Regions from separate parts of the Rattus norvegicus genome. Here region 1 is linked to region 2. Evidence: chromatin contacts called from public Hi-C data. All regions are on one chromosome and are shown on one strand. The core of a region is the stretch at or near the end of the contact, and the rest is flanking DNA. Distances in the headings are between cores, read along the strand shown. Region 1 holds the start of Rcan2 (regulator of calcineurin 2). Region 2 overlaps Rcan2 (regulator of calcineurin 2).

Region 1 (3,263 bases), core at 642-3,141, 63 kb after region 2:
ATAGTTGTTTCATCAACTGGCACAGAGAATTAAAGGAATGGGAGCACGCAACCTCTGCCACTGTCAAAGCTGGACTGGGCAAAAAGAGTGCTAGTCCTCGCGCTCTATCTGGCAAGCAGCAAACAGTTATGCAAGTGTAATGAGTACTTGCGAACGAAAAAGCTCTCGAGTTCCCACTCCTGTTAAATGCTCCTCACTGGAGAGAGCCACATCCTCCAAGATTTAGGTGGATTATGAAGGGCACAGACCTCTAAGCATTTACTAAGATCTTACAATCTGGCCACTTTTGTTGAGAACGCTTCTCCCTCCCCGAATTCTCTGGCCCACATTCAGGTCAGAGGTGCTCAGTAAAGGCTGGTTCAATTTACAGTGCATTGGGAAGCCAATCGCAACTCCTGTTTCAGGCTAATTGAGCTCAATGACCGGTCATATGTGGTGTAATAGCTCCATAAGGCGAAGAGGGAAATCAATTTGGGTCCTGAAAAACTGCCAAGTGTTCACTCCTGTGCCCCACGGCCCACGCTGGTCTGCTTCTTGACTCTTCCTACCTAACATCCATCTTCATGATACCCTGGTCAGCAAGATCTGCCCCATGGATGTGACTCCCTCGTCCTGTATTTTGATCCTACTATAATCAAGGACAATGGAGGTGTGCCCGTTAAGTCGTGTTGTAAACATGCTTCACTGTTCCTAAAGACCCTCTATACAAAAGAATACTTTCGCATCCTTTTCTTCCCACCCGTGGAAAATGATAGGAGTACGTAATTTAAGAGAAACTAGAAACGGGTTTTGTGGTTATTGTTGTTTTTGCTAAAGTGAGGTTTTAATACCGTGCTGGCAGTGGGTGTAATAATCCTTGGCTGACCACTTCTATCCCAGCCTAAGAAACAGAACGTGCCAAAGCATGCAGTCTTGTTGAATCCATCCGGGATAAGAAAAAAAAAAATAATAAAGGACAGACAGCAAGGCCTTGGAGAATAAATCATTAACCAAAAGTCAAACCAAGGCACCCTGGAAACCAGCGAGATGCAGAGGCAGCCGAGAGGGATCAGGCAGCTAAGACTGCCTTGTCCCCTCTGATGACTTCTGGAGAGAAACACCCCACAGGCACGACGAACCCGGCACACCGCGCTCCTGTCCATGTCACTTTTCAAACTTGAAGTTATTTTTAGATGACCCAAGCTGGCTAAGTCCAGGCAGGACAATTCTCAGCCCGCTGTGCCCAAAAGCCCCTTTGTCCCTCCCTAAGAAATTCGGTAAAGCCTGGGAAGACAGGGGTCTCCTCATTTTCTCCTTTACTCACTGCGATGATGTTGGTCTCTCCTAACTCCTTCTCTAAGCCCAAATCCCGGGGTCACTGGAGTTCATTCTGGATCCTCCAAGTCCCTATGCACCTGCTGCTGCACCTGGGAAGGTGGCCCCTTGGCCAGTAAAGATGGGGAAGGGGCTTTTGGAGACTAGCGCCTCCTAGAGGGGGGTCATGGGAGACCTGTCCCTGGGGATGCTTTGGGGACTGGTCAGGAGAGAAGATCTCTCGCTGCTCCAGCCCTATCCCTAAGCCCGGCGGTACTTGATTCCCATTACCCGGGTCCCCTGGCACCCAGGTGTTCAGCCCTGGTGGGACAGGGTACGGGGTCGATGGGGCCTGCGCCGTTACGTAACCGACCTGCAGGACGTCTGCGATGCGCCGCTGTGGCGGCGGTGACAGTGGTGGCGGCTCGAGGGTCCTCGGGGCAGCAGGCTGCGGGCGCGGCTCTGCCTGCTCACCTGACGGCCGGGGTGAGCGCGGTGCCCGCGGGCCTGGGCGTGGAACCGTGCGCACTGAGCGCCGCCTCCCGCTCTCCGGGTCGCAGGGTCACCCGGGCTGTGCCTCCTGCTGGTGCTCCCGCAACCTCCACCGCCGTCACCCGGGACAAAGCGGCTCCGGGGAGGGGCCGAGCCGGCGGCTCTCACCCAAGCCAGTGGAGATGGGCGCGCCCCCAGCTCCGACTCATCGGGCCAACCTCCAATCAGACCCCAGGGAAGCCAAAGCCCCTGCCTGGCCTCCTTTGGTCGCCTCCCTCCTGACCAGTCGTCCTTCTGGGTCCCTCACCCACCTCCACCTCTTGGGCTTCCACCCGGCGCTCAACTGCACACCCCTCGTTTGCAATCGCTGGCGGGCTGGACCCTTTGCGGGAACCTGACACAGAAGCCTGTCCCCAAAGGCAATGCCTTTTCCAAAGAAGAGGCTCCAGGGTCATCTCCCCCATCCTCCCCCCCCCCCGTGAGGGCTTTTTTTTTTTGAGGGGGGCGTTAAAGAGGGGTGAGATTGCTCTTGGAGTTAAGCATCTGCATACAAGGATACTAAAAAATAAAAGGGCAGCGAAGAAACTGGTCCGTAGGACTGGGAGATTGTTTTCTCCCACAGGTCGACCTCTGGCTAACTAAGGAACTGTCTGGAAGCCACTCTTGAGTGCTTAAGAGCGACTATGCATGGTGGGTGCTGGCGCCCTCTGGCTGGGGCTCTGGGTGAGCCCTGCCCACACCACTGAAGGTGCCCTGAGCCAGTTTCGCAGTTTTGTCAGGCAAGACTCACTGCCACCAGACCTGGGAGAGAGGACTTCAAGGATTCCTACTAAGTAAGCGACTGGGTCCCTAGGAAATGGGAGGCTAGTATTTATACAGGGTAAAAGGGGAAGAGGCATGTCGGAAGCGAAACTGGATGCAGGGAGGATTTACCTCTTAACCAGATGAACCATTCTGAAGATTCTTCAAAATTAAGCAACTCAAGAACAAGGAAGCCTGTAGCTTATGGTGGCACAGACAGGGACAGGACTGAATCTCGTGGCAAGAGTACATCAATGACCCAAAATGGTTAGAGTTCGGAGACGGTGGAAACTGAAAGACAGTGGAGACCAACTTCAAAGCAGAGAGAATGGCAGATAGAAATAAGTCCCATGTCATATCGCCTTTCCCACTGTTGCATACTTGGGCCTTTTCTTGCATCTAGAATCCACTTTGTTGGTTCTTAATAACAGTATTAAAACTGCATTGAAGTAATAACACAAAGTAGTCACAAAGTAGTCATCCTCTCTCTCTCTCTCTCTCTCTCTCTCTCTCTCTCTCTCTCTGTATGTGTGTGTGTGTGCCTGTCTCTGCTGTCTCTGACTCTGTCTCTGTGTGTCTTTCTGCCTGTTCATTCCCCCCTCTCTCTTCCCCCCCTTTGCGTATCTCTGTGTGTGTTTTTGTCTTCTGCCCGTGTGTCTGTCTGTCTGTTTCTGATT
Region 2 (3,397 bases), core at 619-3,118:
TGTCTGACCTCAACCTTCCCAATGCTAGATTTGACTTAGAACATTCTGCTTTTCTTTCTGAGTGAGATAGATGATCTCTTCACACTAAACCCTGCCACCCACCTGCTCACCTGCTTTAACCCAGAGCTAAGAGAACAGTTGTTCAGACAGAGAGCAAACCAAGATAATGAAGCTAGCAGTTCATATGGGAGTCCTTTAGTTGGCTATCCTCTGACCAAGATGCTAGGATGTCGCAGGGAGTCCACAGAGCAGGGTTAGCAATGTTTCAGTGTGAGCATTTCTGGCTCCTGCTCTGAGCCCCAGAGAGGAGTCAAAGAGTCAAAAAGGGTTAAGTAGCTCTGATTCTAAGGAGACTAAAAGGAAATCCATGAGCCAATGGTCACATGACACATACCAAGTACTGATACCTAAAGGGAATCTAAATTTCCAAGGCTACATAAACAATTCCCAACCTCCCAGGCATTAGGTATCAGCAAGTCCTTCAAGATTATCCATTATACCTCAGAGATACCAGCTTTCAAATTCTGGTCTCCATACACACTGTGCTTGGAATATCATGAATGATGTTGGAGGAGTCTTGAAAAAAAAAAAAAAGGAGTGTATCAGCTTTCAGTTGCTATAGTGAATATTAAGGCAAACAATTTCAAACACAAGACTGTGCAATGAGTACTCAGAGAAGTAATGCTGTCATGGAGCTTGCAGCTTCTAGACAATTCTGTGTGCGAACCTGAGTGAAATGGGCAGAATCGTCTAGCAATACGGCTGCCCTCCCAAGTGCCTGAGTCTTGGCAACCCTTGTGGACAGTAGCCCGGCAAAGAGACGTTCATGAAAACGTGTATCTAACTATCCAGATTTTTTTTTTTAAACAGAAAGAAACAGAAAAGGCCTTTGTATCTATTTCGCACTGTGCTGTGCATCTCTGCTGGCTTATTTCTCTACAGTTTAAAAAACTGTTAAATTACAGTGTAGACTATGTGAAGTATGAAGAACTATGGTTAGATTTTTTTTTAAGTCATTTATATGCCTGTTTACCAAAAAAGGAAGGAAGGAAAGAAAGAAAGAAAGACAGACAGACAGACAGAGAGAGAGAAAGAAAGAAAGAAAGAAAGAAAGAAAGAAAGAAAGAAAGAAAGAAAGGAGGGAGGAGGAAAGAAAGAAAGGAGGAAAGAAAGAAAAGGAACAGCGAGTGTCTGACAAAGCTTTTGATCTTCAGGGGTGCAGACATTCCATTTCTCTGCCGCTCCTCTGAAGCTCCCAAGGTCCCAAGCTGGCTCAGCTGGAAACTGATGACTTCTTTCAAAGGTGTGTCACATATTCTTCCTGCAGAATTTTATTGTTATTTGAATGCCACTTTAAATGGATCGGAATTCTTCGGAGCGTTTCTAAACATCCATAAAATAACTCCCTAATTGCATTCCACTCCGCTGACAAGACCTTTCCTAAGTTTTAATTTTGGATTCCTGTAATCTCTAAGTCATCTCTAAGCACAAAGCTCTCTCCTCCTTGGATGCAATATCCTTTTATTTTTTTTCAACTTATTTAAAATGTAATTCTTTTTAGTCTTCAAGGCATTTTCTAACAGGTAAAAAAAAAAATGTGTTTCTCCAACCACACTAACCCCTGTAATTAAACCAGTGTGCCACGGTAGGGTGGAGTGGGAGCAGGGTGTGTGTGTGTGTGTGTGTGTGTGTGTGTGTGTGTGTGTGTGTGTACTCCATCCCTGTGAGTACTGCCCAAGGAGAAGTGCTTGGTTTGAGGAGGGAAAGAAAGGGAGGGGAATGGGGAGAGAAAGGAAAGGCAGCTCATCCTACAACATACAGCAAACTTCTCATGTTCCCCCTCAGTGAATAGTCCAGCAACAGAGAAAAGAAATTAAAGCAACAGTGTTCTAGTTCCAGTCCTGTTGCTATAAATACCCTGACAAGTGCCAGCTTCAAGGTAGGAAGGGGTTAATGTGGCTCCCAGTTCCAGGCTGAGGTGGTGCCCAAAAGTGCACTGAGACAAAGCACCCAGACAGAAAATGAAATAAACCTTTGTAAACATTTAAAAGAAAATCATATTGTACTTCTTCATGTATTCATCTTCCACCCCTCTGCCTTTCTCTGTATGACATCTTTGAGTGTCTCTGTGTGTGTCTCCCTCTCAAAGGTTCTATGGACGGTCATACAGTTTACATCTTCCTCATCATGGTCTCAACAATGACAAAAACATAGTCGGAGCTCAAGAGCTATTTGTTGACTAAAGGAACGATCAAATGCTTTGTTTGGGCTTTTCTATGAAGCAATGGCTTAGACTTTTCCAGGAAAGGATCTTTCATCTCTGGCCTAGAAAGCAATCACTCAAAGCCGGAGATAGAAGAGGGTGGCTTCTCTTTCAATATCCACCGGCTCCCTTCATTGTGTTTGACCTTCCATAGCCAGAGCTCCCTGGCCTCTGTGAGAGGCTTTTAGCAAGTTTCTCCCTCACGGAGCATTTGAACTGGTCATCCAGTCCCTTCCACTGCTGAATCAGTTAACCTTCTTCCCTATGCTTTCTTCCCACCCTCAGGAGACCCCTTGATGAGGGTTGGGGAAATGGCTACCACACAAGTCTGAAGACCTGAGTTCAAATCCTCAGCACGAATGCAAGAAGCTGGGTGCAGAGACATGCACGCAGTCCTGCTCTGGGAAGGCAGAGATAAACAGTGCCCCTGTGAATGTCAGAGGCCTGCTTGAAGGAGTCAGGACGCTCCTGCCATCCTGTGGGTTCTGGGAATGAAACTCAGGCTGGCAGACTGAGTAGAATGTTCTATACTCCTGAGCCATCTTTCAGGTCCATGGGATGGTTTTTGAAACTAAACCACACTGCGTGACAGGAAAGACAGGAGTGTGAAAGAGGTTTCTATAGAACTGTACCTAAGTGCTCCTGTTAACGTGAACTGTACCATGAATTATTATCATGAACTGTAAATGAATAACAGACTACAGTCAAGCCTACGGGTCACACTTGGAACCGGCCACCCAAGAGGCGGCTTGGTACCACCATACAGACATCTGGATCTGGAGACAAATGCCAAGGATTCTAGTTCTGATGACAAGAGACCTCTGTTGGCGTTAACGAGCTGCTGCAGGACTGCTCATCTTTTCGCTCCCCCATTTGCTGGAAGGGCCAGTTGAAATGAATCCCATAAGGCTGTGGGGAACCCATCGGTTTGCTTATTATATTGAAGATCAGTCAAAGATTAATGAGTGTTTTAATTTCTGCGAGAGCTAGACAGGCTGCACGTGAAATGCTTTCACTCGTACAAAGAGGACCAGAAGGGACCAAACGGAAGGTATTACAAACCCATCTCCTCAGTAAAAGTATACGCCAGACCAGTTCTGTGCCAGGGGGTGGGGAGTGGTCCCAGGCTGTGCC

The links. Hi-C and Micro-C count contacts between places; a contact is called where the count stands out from the background.
Region 1: a Hi-C map of the A7r5 cell line shows a contact between it and region 2, with 4 times the contacts expected there. The contact joins the promoter of Rcan2 here to the enhancer-like site in region 2. A contact is called at or near these places in 10 of 12 Hi-C or Micro-C datasets (the A7r5 cell line, the Rat2 cell line, frontal cortex and 5 more) and 1 of 1 datasets of contacts at active chromatin or transcription factors (oligodendrocytes).

What each region holds. Positions count from the first base shown.
Region 1 is chr9:24,670,298-24,673,560 of GRCr8, forward strand. It overlaps Rcan2 (regulator of calcineurin 2), which reads right to left and starts at 1,892. Exons shown (of 5, transcript NM_175578.4): 1 at 1,667-1,892.
Region 2 is chr9:24,607,518-24,610,914 of GRCr8, forward strand. All of the region lies in intron 2 of Rcan2 (regulator of calcineurin 2), which reads right to left. Among named protein-coding and RNA genes, the nearest start is that of Rcan2, 63 kb to the right of the region's middle. Within about 2 kb of position 1,869, at least 4 of the 93 cell types and tissues checked have an H3K27ac peak or open chromatin away from gene starts, as enhancers often do. A contact at or near this core is called in the A7r5 cell line, where this site is marked.